Regions from separate parts of the Sus scrofa genome. Here region 2 is linked to region 1. The links are chromatin contacts, called in public Hi-C maps. All regions are on one chromosome and are shown on one strand. The core of a region is the stretch at or near the end of the contact, and the rest is flanking DNA. Distances in the headings are between cores, read along the strand shown.

What was found. Hi-C and Micro-C count contacts between places; a contact is called where the count stands out from the background.
Region 2: a Hi-C map of liver shows a contact between it and region 1, with 2.2 times the contacts expected there. The contact joins the enhancer-like site here to the promoter of C4A in region 1. A contact is called at or near these places in 1 of 5 promoter capture datasets (liver), 3 of 47 Hi-C or Micro-C datasets (all in liver) and 2 of 2 datasets of contacts at active chromatin or transcription factors (alveolar macrophages and skeletal muscle).

The regions. Positions count from the first base shown.
Region 1 is chr7:24,066,369-24,070,126 of Sscrofa11.1, reverse strand. It overlaps C4A (complement C4A (Rodgers blood group)), which reads right to left and starts at 2,108. Exons shown (of 41, transcript NM_001123089.2): 1 at 1,993-2,108; 2 at 1,643-1,841; 3 at 1,263-1,464; 4 at 984-1,054; 5 at 811-899; 6 at 558-640; 7 at 32-128. The coding sequence starts at 2,057. It overlaps STK19 (serine/threonine kinase 19), which reads right to left. Exons shown (of 7, transcript NM_001128450.1): 5 at 3,653-3,750; 6 at 3,393-3,540; 7 at 2,729-3,174. The coding sequence ends at 3,129.
Region 2 is chr7:24,008,787-24,012,592 of Sscrofa11.1, reverse strand. No RefSeq gene overlaps it. Among named protein-coding and RNA genes, the nearest start is that of C2, 9.9 kb to the left of the region's middle. Within about 2 kb of position 2,057, at least 13 of the 83 cell types and tissues checked have an H3K27ac peak or open chromatin away from gene starts, as enhancers often do. A contact at or near this core is called in liver, where this site is marked.

The sequences.
Region 1 (3,758 bases), core at 859-3,358:
AAGGCCTTGCTGGGGGGCCAGGGGGTGTTACCTGGCTTGGATGACCATTTGGATTTCATTAAGAAAGCCAGGCGCTGTCAGGATGTAGGGCTGTTCGGGAGTGATCGTCACCTCAAAGTTGGGAAGGACTGACCAAGGGCAAAGTGAGGGCAGATCAGACTCTTGTGAAAAGACCCTCTTTTTTTTTTCTTTCTTTTTTTTTTTTTTTAATTTTAGGGCCACACCCACAGCATAAGGAGCTTCCCAGGCTAGGGGTCAAATCAGAGCTGCAGCTGCCAGCCTATGCCACAGCCACAGCAACGCCAGATCCAAGCCTCATCTGGGACCTACACCCTAGCTCACAGCAACACCAGATCCTTTAACTCACTGAGCGAGGCCAGGGATCCAACCACATCGTCATGGATACTAGGCAGGTTCATTACCACTGACCACAACGGGAACTCCCTGAAAAGACCCTTTAGGGACTCCTCCCCCCTCTTGGCTGGGGCAGCCCCATCCCCTGACCCTGCCCTGTCCCCACCCTCACCCCTTATTCCCTGCAGGAAAGGGGCTCTTACCATATTTCTTCACCTCGAACTGGGTGCTGCTGTTGGAATCCAGGCCATCTGAGAATCGGGCTGAGATCTTCCAAGTTCCTGGCCTGAGCACAGACAAGGCGGGCGGACTCAGCCCATGTGTGCGAGAGGCCAGCTGAGGGCCAGGGACCCCGCCCCCCCAGGAAGAGGGGAACCAGAGGCCCAGGGGGCTCCGGATGTGACTGGGTGGACGTGGGAGTTGGGGAGGTGGGAGGGAGCAGGTGGGGGTGCTCACTCGGCGATGTCTGGGATCACTAAGTCATCCTGGAAGATGGACGAGGGGACATACACCTCCTTCTTCCGCACGAGGAGGCCATGAGAGTTCTGCGATGGGAATGGAAGCGGTCAGGGTCGGGGATCCGATCGGCAGCCCTGGCCGATCCGGAAGGTCAGAGGTCAGGGACTCACCTCCACCATGACCGTGAGGGTTTCTTCCGTCGGGCGCATCTTCTGATCCAGAGCAAAGACCCGGTACCGAACTGGAAATGGAGGGTGAGGACGTGAGCCAGAGGCCAAGTGCCAGGAGAGGGTGGGCCCTGGCCCTGGGGCCCCTTCCAGGGAGCGTCGGGGAGGAGAATAAATATTTGGGAAGCAGCCTTCCTGTGGGGTACTTTCCAGGGCTGTGGGTGCCATCACTCAAGGGGCTGGGAAGGGCTGCGAAGTGGGGGCCCCGGGGCTGAAACGCACCCCGCTGGCCCGGGTTATAAACGGGCTGGTCAGTCTGCAGAAAGATGTGCCCCCGGCGAGAGGAGAAGAACAGGTTGACTCCCTGAATGTTGGTCTTTTTGGACAGATAGTCCTTGAGCCATGATGACTGGGCCACCAGTTGCACGTCGGGGGCTCTGCGGAGAAGATGGAGCCCACACTCCTTGGCGCCTGCCACGGAGATCTGCCCAGAGAGGGAGCGAGAGTGGGTCAGAGACAGAGCAGAAGGAAAAAGAGACCCTGAGACAGAACCGGGGGAGACCCTGGGCTGGGAGGAGGGGAGGGGCGTTGGGAAGGAACAAGAGCACAGAGGACAGTGTGGCAGGCGGCAGGTGGTGGCGGCAGGGAGCGGCGGCCGTTACCTGGAGGCTGAGGAGTACAAAGTCTCTTTCTGAGCTGAGGCTGAACTCCACTTTTGGGGAGCAACGGTCACGAGTGCTGGATGGGTTTCTCAGGAACACCGATCCTGTCACCACCTGTCCTGGAGGAGCATCCTGGAGCTGCACCCCCACTGACAGGGGGACCCCCAGGTGAACCACAGAAGGAGAGAACAGGAGCAACCTGGGAAGAACAGGCGGGAGTCAGCAGCCACCCCACCTCAGGCCCCTCCACCCCTCACCCCCGAATCGGGTCCCCCTGCCCCACCCCACGCCTGCTGTCCCCTCGCCAGCCCTGGCCTTGCTTGGGGTCTCTAGCATCCTGCTTCCAGGACCTGGGCTTCTGCAGAGACAGGGCAAAGAAGCTGGATGCCCAGATCAGCACCCAGAGGAGCCTCATGGCTGGAGGACTCAGGAGGGATCAGACCTGTCTGTCCGCCTGCTCCTTTCTGGTCACCCTGGGGCTGGGAGCGGGGTTGACTCTGGACCTTGCTCCTCCCCTGGCCCAGCCAAGCTGGGAAACCACGTGACAGCCAAGAACAGCAACTGGCCCCAGGCCCAGGATTGGGGGGTGCGCCCCGGACACCTGGGTCTCTGAGGAAATCACGGCCCAGAGAGAGGTCCAGCCCTTCCCTGTTAACCCCTCTTATCCCAGTGCCCTGGGCACCTCCCCTACAGGATGTAGCCGGGTGTGTGTCTGCACCTACATGCTCTCAGGTGTAGCTTGTACACGAGGATACAGGTGCAGGAGGGCCCCACGTGGCTCAGCAAGCGGCTGGAGACACGTGGTTCCTTTGTTGGACCCACAAAACAAGGTACTAAGACACTTGTCTCTCACTATAACCCCCACAAGAACTGACCTCCACTAGGTTTTGGTGTGCTGGAGGCTCACTCAGAAATTCTGTGGTTTAGATCAGCATATCCTCACCACCCCACGGGGCGGGCGAGGGGGACTGACCTTGATGTCCCCTTTTTCTCTCTGAACAATGAGGCAAAGCTCAGGCCCAAGTTTGGCTGTACCGCTACCCCGAAATGAGGTGCCCGAACACACACGACACATTAAACAAGACATGCAGAAAATGTCACAGGCAGAAATACTTTATTTGGCAGTTTCAACCCAACATGTCGGGAGAAGAACCCTCCTTCGGCAGCCTCTCCAGATACCCCTGCTTCCCATCCCAAGACAGGGCAGCGGCAGCAGCTTGCTGCGTGGAAGGCAGCAGCCATGGCCTGGGCAGTTTCTGGTTCCACTTTCAGCAAAGGGCAGAGAGGCACTGCCCAAACCCCACCACTGGGTCGGAGCCCAGGTAAACAGCAGCGGGCACATCTGACCCTTTGCACAGACACAAGCCCAACACTCATCGTGGCTCCCAAACCCTCCCAAGGTGACCCTATGTCAGCCAGGGTGGGACGGCGCGCCTGGGCCCCTCGCTCCCCATGCTGGGGACATGTCCAACGATGAGCAGAATCCTCACGTCTCCGGCAGGCGGAGGAGGGTACCAGAAGTGGTGGAGACACTGGGCAAGAGAAAGACAAGGCTGGAGCGAGACACCTAGGCCCAAGGTCTAGGAAGAACTCAGAACGTGGCCAGGGATACTCCCGGGTTCCAGAAAACCAGAGAGGAGCTGGGCTTCGCTAGCGAATGAAGCACGAGTGGGGACGAAATCTCACCTTGGGTCATTGCTCTGTCCCCTGCCAGAGGCGAGGGGAAGGGGGGGGAGGGGGCAAGACTCACCAGTCCACCAACTGGGCCCCAATGAGGTCGTGCACGTGATAGGCCAGGCCCAGACGCACCGTGGCAGGTGCCCGCCGGCCCAGGAGTTCCGAGAGGAGGAGCTCCCGGTACTTGGCTTTCCTGACCATGCCCAGGACGGCCTGGCGCCCTGGAGGAGGCAAGGGCACGGGAGAGAGGAGAGGCGAGTAAGGCCTGGAGGCCTGAGGAGCCCCCAAAAGGTGTTCTTGAGGGGCTGCGGGCTTGAGCTACAGGCAGGATACCTTTAACAAAACACTTGATGAACCTCCCGGCTCCGGGCACAGCGAGCCACCAACTTCCAGCGTCTCGGACAGTGAGGACCCCGGCATTCACCAGCTGCCTAAGAGG
Region 2 (3,806 bases), core at 808-3,307, 57 kb after region 1:
TTTCTATTCCTTCCATTTCTTTTTATTTTATTTTATTTTTGTCTTTTTTTTTTTTTTTAACCATTTCCCTCGGCATATGGAGGTTCCCAGCCTAGGGGTCCAATCAGAGCTGTAGCCACCGGCCTACGCCAGAGCCACAGCAACGTGGGATCCGAGCCACGTCTGTGGCCTACACCACAGCTCACGGCAACGCTGGATCCTTAACCCACTGAGCAAGGCCAGGGATTGAACCCGAAACCTCATCGTTCCTAATCGGATTCGTAAACCGCTGAGCCACGAGGGGAACTGCTCCATTTCTCTTTAAATAAAAATATTTACTTTGAGGAGTTCCCATCGTGGCGCAGGGTTAACGAATCTGACTAAGAACCATGAGGTTGCGGGTTCGGTCCCTGGCCTTGCTCAATGGGTTAAAGGATCTGGCATTGCCGTGAGCTGTGGTGTAGGTTGCAGATGCAGCTTGGATCCCACGTTGCTGTGGCTCTGGTGTAGGCTGGTGGCTACAGCTCCGATTAGACCCCTAGTCTGGGAACCTCCATATGCCGCAGGAGCGGCCCAAGAAATGTCAAAAAGACAAAAAAAAAAAAAAATTTAACTTTGAGTCAGACCCCACCTCCTTCCTCTAACACAGGCTACTGTTAGCGCACACTGTACACAACCACCCCCATCCCACCCTGCACTGACCTGCTTACTTTGAACCAATTGCCCAACTGTGACCTTGAGGAACCTTTGCATAAATCATCCTTAGGGCCTCAGAAAAGGGTTATGCCCAGCCCCTGCCCCTCTCCCATTCCTAGACTCCTCCAGAGGCCAGAGACCACCCTGTAGGTCCAGACTCTGGGTCGGAACTCTGAACCTCCTCTTTTTACCCATCCATTGCACAACCAATGCCTGAGAATTCAGCAACGGTGGAGTGGGCACCTCCCAAGAAACAAAAGGCCTGTCCCTGACCTCCTATAAAGGGCCACAACTCCTTCAGATGGCAATTCAGCCTCTGAGAACAGCCAGGCCTGGGCTGGGGCAGTGTGTCTGTCTGCCGTCACTACTACCCCGACCTCACCCCTGTCCATCCCATCCCTCTGGGTCTCCCAGTCCTGGGGGGGCTGGGGGGCATGTAATCTCCCCTCCCTCACTTCCTGCTACCTATGGGGAGGCTGGCCTGCGTAGCCCAGGTGAGAGGGTGGTGATCATGGCCCAGGTACTCGGGGGTCAGCTGGAAAAGGGCAGAGGGAGGGATGGCCTCTGGCTGTAAACTCCCTGGCTCCTCCCTCACCATCCCCACCCTCCTTGACTTAGCTTTGGGGCAAGGAGAGACCCAGCTGCAGTTTCTCTGCCATTTCATTCAAAAGGCCTCTCTAGGTGTTCCTGTCATGGCTCAGCGGTCAGCAACTCTGACTAGCATCCATGAGGACACAGGTTTAATCTCTGGCCTCACTCAGTGGGTTAAGGCTCTGAGGTTGCTGAGAGCTGTGGTGTAGGTCACAGATGTGGCTCGGATCCTGCGTTGCTGTGGCTATGGTGTAGGCTGGCAGCCACAGCTCCGGTTCAACCCCTAACCTGGGAACCTCCATATGCCGCAGGTGCGGCCCTAAAAAAAGCCTCTCTGGGAGTTTCCTGGTGGCCTAGTGGTTAAGGATCCAGATTGTCACTGCTGTGGCCTGGGTTCAATCCCTGGCCTGGGAACTTCTGCATGTCTGGGCAAGGCCAAAAAAAAGCCTCCCTAATGTTTTCCTCTGCATTCTGGGGAGCAGAGATGGTGGGGTGGGGAGATGTAGGGAATGAGGGGGATTGTCTATCTTCTTCCCTCTTCTGGTTACTCAGTCCCTCCCACCAACACAGGGCCCTGGGGTTCAAAGATAGAGGCCTCCCTTCCCCACCCCCAATGCTGCCAAGGACTTCACAGTGTAGACAGGATGGATGTTCGTGCCGTGCATTCCTGCCTCAACCCCAGCCCCAGGGTGGTGGAAGGAATTCAGTCTTTGACTGAAGATAGCCTGGAACCTCGGGTTCAACCTGACAAATTTATTAGCCGTTTCATAGCATTACTCACCCTATTCTGTTCAATAACATTACTCATCCGATTTCATCACCCGTCACACATGGAGCCAACAGCACAACACGCTCCAGTTAAGGGTACCCCTAAGAATTAAGTTGGGACTAATAAAATGAGACGATCCTCTCCCCCGCAGGGGTGGAAGGGGGAATGTACAAAGACGTCCATTGCAACATTCACCGTGACCAAGAGCAAAGGTTTGGGAATAACCCGTGTCCATCAGCAGAGGACTGACCCCTGATCCATTGCGGTTTGGACAGTGGAAACTGTGCAGCCTCTGAAAGCTTACAGCTCATCTGTATGTACAAAGTGGAGAGTCTTGAGACGGTATACATAATACAACATATCCTTTTTTTTTTTTTTTGCCACCTGTGGCATATGGAGATCCCAGGCCCGGGATCAGATCCAAGCCACAGGGCAACCCACACCGCAGCTGCGGCAATGTGGGCTCCTTAACCCACTGTACCCAGTCAGGGATCGAGCCTGCATCCTGGTGCTCCAGAGATGCCACCAATCCCGTTGTGCCGCAGCAGGACCTTCTATACTTTTTAACTAAGGAGACTCTCAAAACCCTGTGCACGGGATGCTACCATTTATGCAAAGGAGGTGGATGGGGAGGAAGTAACCACATGTACCCTCCGCCTGTGTGAAGTTTCTTTGGAAGGACAGGAAAGCGGATGGGAGAGCTGCCTCTGCATAGAACTGGGGGCTGAAAAGTGGGGTGTGGGGCAAGGAGAGAGATTTACTTTTCATCAAATCCCCTTTATTGCTCTTGGAGTTTTTGTTGGGTATGAACGGTTCCTGTTCAGATAGATGGAGGGCAACACGAGGAGCTGAGGAGAAAGCTCTGGAAGCAGGCAGGAGGTCTCTGAGGGAGTTGGCACCTCCTTTGTGTCTTCAGTCTGGGTCTCTGGTAGGAGTCCTATAAAAGCCGTTTCCAGGAAAAAGGCGCTTGGACAGCTGCCTGCATGTAACCATTGCACCGAAAGAACTGCCCCTGCTGGGCTACTAACAAGGGATTCTGATGCAGGCTCTGCACACAGATCAAGTTTTATCCTGTAAAACTTCGAACAACTGCAAAAGTAGAGCAAATAGTATAACGAAGCTCTGTGTGCCTATCCCTCAGCTTCAACCATCACGAATACACAGACAGTCCTGGCTCGTTTCTTACACCCACCCACTCCTTCCAGGATGATTTTTAAACAAATCCAAGACATCATATTACATTTTACCTGTAAATATACATCAGTACCTACCTCTGTAAGATAACGGAAAACACAACCATAATACAATTCTAACACTTTTTAAAATAATCACCATAACTTTTTTTTTTTTTTTGCTTTTTAGGGCCATACTATGTCTTATGGAAGTTTCCAGGCTAGGGGTTGAATCGGAGCTGCAGCTGCTGGTCTCTGCCACAGCCACAGCAACGCGGGATCCAAGCTGCACCTGCAACCTACACCACAGCTCATCGCCATGCCAGATCCCTGACCCACTGAGCAAGGCCAGGGATCGAACTCACATCTTCATGATTCATTTTCACTGTGCCACAATGGGAACTCCTGTGATGTTTTTTTTCTTTTTCTTTTTTCTTTTTTTTTTTTGACTGAAATATAGTTGACATATAATATTACATTAGTTTCAGGTATACCACATACAAATAAAGATTTGACATTTGTACACATTATGAAATAATTGCCACCGTAAGTCTAGTAACCATCTGTCCCCATACAAAGTTATCACGATATTATTGACC